Linked DNA regions of Mus musculus: region 1 is linked to region 2. Evidence: chromatin contacts called from public Hi-C data. All regions are on one chromosome and are shown on one strand. The core of a region is the stretch at or near the end of the contact, and the rest is flanking DNA. Distances in the headings are between cores, read along the strand shown. Region 1 holds the start of Rc3h1 (RING CCCH (C3H) domains 1). Region 2 has its middle 20 kb from the start of Gm24988.

The links. A called contact is a pair of places that touch in the nucleus more often than the background predicts.
Region 1: a Hi-C map of liver shows a contact between it and region 2, with 2.4 times the contacts expected there. The contact joins the promoter of Rc3h1 here to the enhancer-like site in region 2. A contact is called at or near these places in 2 of 39 promoter capture datasets (liver and pre-B cells), 12 of 484 Hi-C or Micro-C datasets (the HL-1 cell line, the NIH/3T3 cell line, bone marrow-derived macrophages and 7 more) and 7 of 115 datasets of contacts at active chromatin or transcription factors (effector CD8 T cells, embryonic stem cells, epiblast stem cells and 3 more).

The regions. Positions count from the first base shown.
Region 1 is chr1:160,904,865-160,907,716 of GRCm38.p6, reverse strand. It overlaps Rc3h1 (RING CCCH (C3H) domains 1), which reads right to left and starts at 1,306. Exons shown (of 20, transcript NM_001024952.2): 1 at 1,018-1,306.
Region 2 is chr1:160,854,682-160,857,381 of GRCm38.p6, reverse strand. No RefSeq gene overlaps it. Among named protein-coding and RNA genes, the nearest start is that of Gm24988, 20 kb to the left of the region's middle. Within about 2 kb of position 1,296, at least 28 of the 459 cell types and tissues checked have an H3K27ac peak or open chromatin away from gene starts, as enhancers often do. A contact at or near this core is called in liver and myocytes, where this site is marked.

The DNA of each region.
Region 1 (2,852 bases), core at 57-2,556, 50 kb before region 2:
TTCAAACAGAGAAAAAAGAATCTTCTCCAAATTTTGGGACAAACTGGAAAAAAAATGATTAGAATATGAGACAGACACATGAACTCCTAAGGGAGACAGATGAACCACTTCTCTGTCCTAAGTGCTTCCAGCAGATACCAAAGAGGTTAATGATATCGCCTCTGCTGTACACAATTCAAAATGGCTAGTTAGAAAAGTTCCGCTCAAACCTTAACAATCTGTCTCCGTGCTGCCAATAAGTGGCTTTGTTTCCAGTTTCACGGACTATTCTGGGATGTCAAGAGTTACATTATTGCTGCTTCAAAAAGAGCCCTTGTTTCGGCTAGCTCCCTCGGACCTGGGATGTGAGTACCGTGGTGTTTACAGAGACCTGATGTTTAGAACCTTGTTAGGAAAGGTCCACCCCTTACTACTCCATCCTTTACCAACAACCACATTTTGTGTGTTTTTGTTGTTGTACACTTATAGTCTTTTTGAAAAAGGCACCTGCACATGGTTTCGTCTTGGCCAATAGGGTTTATCTCCAGGAACTCCTGGGAAACCGACACCCTAAAACCCACTTGGCCAAGGGAGGAAGGGGGCTGGGGAGGGAGCAGCCACGCCTGGCAGCTAGGCAGGAGCGGCGGCTGTTTACAGGCGCCTACTCCCTCCCCCACCGCACAGACAGGGGTCCAAACAACATTTCCTGCGAGCAAACTCACCGCCCGCCCGCTGTCCTCCGAGGGACCTCGGAACCAGTCAGCCTCGGACCCCCCCAACCCCCCGCTCCCGCCCCAGCCTCCCCAGCCTTCCCGGCGTCCAGGGCGGCGTCCGCACCGCCCCTCGGCCTACCTACCCCGGCAGGCCCTCCGGGAGGCACGCGGAGGCCTGAGGCCTAAAGGACGCCGGCCACTGACAAGCCCTGGGGCCGGTCCCGAGCGCAGGGCGGGTGAGGACAGCCCCATCCCCGCAGTCGCTGCCTATTGTTCTCGGCCGCGGCCGCCCCGCTCCCCACACTGCCGACCGCCACTTGCTCACCGCTCTGGTCCGAGCAGCAGCTCCTCTCAGCTCCGAGTCCCTGCGGCCGTCGCCACCGTCGCGGCAGCCGCCGCCGCCGCCGCTGCCACCATCGACTCTGACTCTGTCCCAGGCCGCCGGACCACGGCCGTAGCCGCCACCGCCAGCGCCGCCTCCAGCCCCCCACCTGCTGCTGCTGAGGCTGCTCCTGCAGCAGGGGCCATCTTGTTGGTCGGCCTCCCCTTCCTCCTCCGCGTCCTCCGCCGCCCGTCGCTCGTTGTCCTCGTCCCCTTCCTCTTCCTCAGACTCCGGCCCGCCCCGAGACTGGGGCGGAGATGAAGGCGAGGCTCCTCCTCATGGGGCGTGGCCAACGGGGCGGGGCGTGGCTAACGAGGTGGGGCGTGGTCGTCTGAGGGCGGGGCCGGGAGGAAAGCTCTGAGTCACCGGCCCCAACGCCCTGTCGGGAGCGGGCGACGCGCCCCGCCCGTGTCTCGAGCGCTGTCGCGCCCCGAGTGGAGAAACTTGTCCCACCTCCTCCCGGGCCACCCGCCTGGCCTGTGGCCACAGTGCCTTTGGTGCTGGCAGGCAAGAGGCCAGGCGGTTCCCGTAAGCTCACTCCTATGGAGTCTCGCGCTGCCTCTGAGCTTGTCACTTTCTGAGGTCTGGACTCTTCCTCGACTCTAGCATCTTTTTTCTTATATGCTACCTCTCCCCAGCCTCACTCGCGCTTGTGTGTGTGTGTGTGTGTGTGTGTGTGTGTGTGTGTGTGTGTGTGTGTGTGTCTGTGTGTGTGTGTCTGTGTGTGTGTCTGTGTGTGTGTGTCTGTGTCTGTGTGTGTGTGTATGATGGCGTTTCTCTTAAGCTCTGGACTCTTCCTCTTGTATCTGTTTTGCATCCCACCCCTTTCCAGTACCCTGTGTTGTGGGGTGTGTGTGCACACATCTTCGACATAATTCGGTTTAGCCAAATTCTGGAGAACCGAAAGAAACGGAATTCTAATACTATATAGTATTAAATTTATATTCTAATTTTCACATTAAAACTGTCCTCAAGTCAACACCATAAAATGCTCCCCGCTCTCCTTCTGCTTCCTGCTTTGTCTGTGAAAGCAGAGAATTTGTTGTTCTGTCCTTTCTTTTTTTTTTTTTTTTTTTTTTTTTGTTCTGTTTTTGAGACAGGGTCTCTCTATTATATACCCTTGGCTATCCTAGAAATTCTTCTGTAGACCAGGCTGGCTTTGAACTCACAAGAGTTCCATCTGTCTCTGTCTTCCAAGTGAAGGAATTAAAGGCATGGGCCCCATGCCCAGACTGTCCTTTCTTCACTGTAAACTCACCAACATCGATTTAAAACAAACAAACAAATTACTTCCACATCTCACAAGAAACAATTACTGGGTGGCTGTTGGGCTTGTTTGGGCTTTGTTTTGGTTTCTTTTTTTTCCCCGTGGGTGTTTGATTGTTTGTTTGTTGTTGTTTTGGTTTGGCTGGGTTTGTTTTATTCCCGGAACAGAAAATCCTGGAGCCTGGACTGACCTGGAAGTTCTGAACCTCTGCTCCCTGAGAGCTCAGATTATAGGTATGGCCACCTAGCCATACCTGGCCAGGCTTTGGTTCTTGAGACAGGCTCTTGCTTTGAGACCAGGGTGGCCTGGAGCACGTTCACGGGCTCGTCTCTCACCTCATTTTTAATTTTTTTATTTTCTTGGTTTCTCTGTGTAGCTCTGGCTGTCCTGGAATTCACTCTGTAGGCCAGGCTGGTCTTGAACTCAGATTTATCTGCCTGCCTCAGCCTTCCAAGTGCTGGGATTAAAGGCCTGTGTCACCACTGCCTGCCCTGCAAATCCTTCTGCCTCT
Region 2 (2,700 bases), core at 47-2,546:
TCACCAGTATTAGCACTCTTGTGCCTAGGTTATCTCAATTCCCAACTGCAGGCCTTCTGGTGACCAGAGCCCATAGTTGTTCATCTTTAGATCTCACAGCCAGTATTAGGCACTTCTATTCCAGCAGACTGAGTTGCCTATTGACACACCAAAGCTGATGCTGTCCCCAGGTTCTTCCAGCATCCCTCAGTCCCTACTAGGTACAAGTAGGGACTTCTGGTTGGCATCTCCCACTTCCCCCTAAACTTCTCCAGCCCAGGGACTGTACTGAGCCCCCCCTTCTCTGGTCACTATGTAACGGAGCCATTTTGGTTACCTGTTCCCTTTGCTCTTTTAGCCAGTCTTTTGGCCCAGGCATCTCCTCTTGGTCAGGGGATCATCTCTTGCTCTACCTCCCTGTCTCTCTTCACTTGGCCCAGCTCCGCCTGACCATATTCACTCTGGACTCTTCCAGATACCTACCTCTGCCTCTGTCCATACCTGTGGCTCTGCTCTCCCCTCTGGCTACAGTAAACCTTACCATTCTTTGACCTCTCAAGCTATGCTTTTTACTTTTTTTTTTTTATAATTTAGAGATTTATTTTTTATTGCTTTAAAACTATGTATTGCTATATGTGTCTGCACGTGGGCATGTTCACTGAGTTCACATGCCCAAAAGAAGCCAGAAGCAGCAGATCCTTCTAAAGCTGGAGTTTCAGATCGATGTGAATTGCCTAATGTGGATGTTAGGAGCCCAATGCTCTGAAGATGCAAAAAGTGCTCTTAGCTGAGACAGTTCTCCAGATGCAGGCTAAGCTTTTTATTGGGTCTGATATTGCCATACCAGGGGCCAGGATAGGAGAGTATCCTCTGGATTGCTCACAAAGCATCTAGCCAGCCTGCTTAGAGAACCAGAGTGTGTGTGTGTGTGTGTGTGTGTGTGTCAAAGTCATCTGCACCAATCACAACAAAGGAAGACAGTGTAAGCTTCAGCTACAACCCAGTCCCCGACACCAGCCAATCACAACAGTCCCTCCCTCATACCAGTTACGGGCCTTTTGCTGGGCCACCAAGTGAGGTCCTCCAGCTATAGTCTGGGTGAAAAGATCTCAATGGTGAGTGGGGTCATCTAGAATTCATGGTGGCATGTCATGGCACACAGTCTGGTCTAAACAGTTTGAAATAGTTGTGGCCTGCCCAGCCTTGGTGCCTTCTGAAGTTAGAGCTGGCCTTCAAGAGGACGCAGCTCTGACTGTAGTGAAGGCATCTGTCCTGAAGTCGCCTGTGCGGTGTTCAAAGCAGCTGCTGTTGGCATGATCGCGGTCCAGCTGGCTGCTGGACAACAGGGCTTTGTTCAATTCGGCCAGGGAACAAGGAGGATCAGAGATGCTTCTAACAGCTATCATTTAGAAAGCTCGATCACTCAGCTGCCAGTATCTTAGCTTATCTAAAATAGATAGTAAGAGGGCTGTTTACCATAAAAAAAAAAAAAACTTTATCACTAGCATTAAAAGTGTTTTGACAGAATGTAACAGTGTCTAATTCTTGCCCCCATATCACCAGAAGATTAGAAGATTAGAAGATTCCAAAGCCAATCTCCCAGCCTGGCATCAAAAAATCATATGTAAGACTGAATTTTGTTTCTGGGACTCTCTTTTTGTTCTTTTACGTTTATTTAGTTAGCATGTGTGTGTGTGTGTGTGTGTGCATGTGTGTGCACACTCATGTCATAGGTCATAGGACAGCTTGCAGACTTTGTTCTTTTCTTTCTACCATGGTTCTGAGGATCCAACCCAGGCTGTTAGGCTAAGTGTCAAGCGGCTGTGCCCTCTGATCCATCTTGCCAACCCTGGGATTTCTTTTTCTAAAAGTATGAAGTTTCATGGTTTTAATAATATCTCGGAGGAACAGGTATGGTAGGCTATATCTGTAATTTAAGCTCTTGGGAGATAGAGGCAGGAGAATTATGAATTCAATGACAGATTTATCTGGGGCTTAACTAGATACTGAGCTCAAGGCCGATATGGGCTACATGAGATCTTGTATCAAAGGAAACACACACACACACACACCCCAAAACCACCACCATCAACAAACCCCGCATTGTGTACACTTAGCACATTTTGCAACACGTTTTCACACTAACAAACAGGAGAGACACTGGCATCCCTTTCTACTTTTGTTTTTTTGAGATAGGGTCTCACTATGTAGCTCTGGCTGTCCTGAGCTACATACTCATTATGTAGTAGAGGCTGGCCTCAAACTCATAGAGACATGCCTGCCTCTGCCTCCAGAGTGCTAGATTAAAGCTGTGTGGCACCATGCCTGGCTTGGCATTACTTTTTAGATATAGAAAAGGAGATTAACTGATTTTCCACAGTTTTTAATCATTAACAAATGGCAAAGACAAGGAAGAAAGGTTAAAGTTCTCTCAAAGTCTCCTGCCTATTTTGGGTCTGTAGTCTAGGGTTTATTCCAGCAGCTAAACCATCACCCTTTTAAGTACTAGCTACTGTCTGGATATTTTCTGTTGGTCTGAGTAGAGCCCTGCATGAGAATAACTAGGGATTTCATAAGCAGACTAGCTTTAAACACTCACAATTATGAGACATCTAGAACGTTAACATGAATGACCTAATGTTTTAAATTTCAAGTATCCTCTCTTTTGATTATGGGTCATTCTAGTTTTAGAACATTTAATGTTTTTGAAACTCAGGGCTA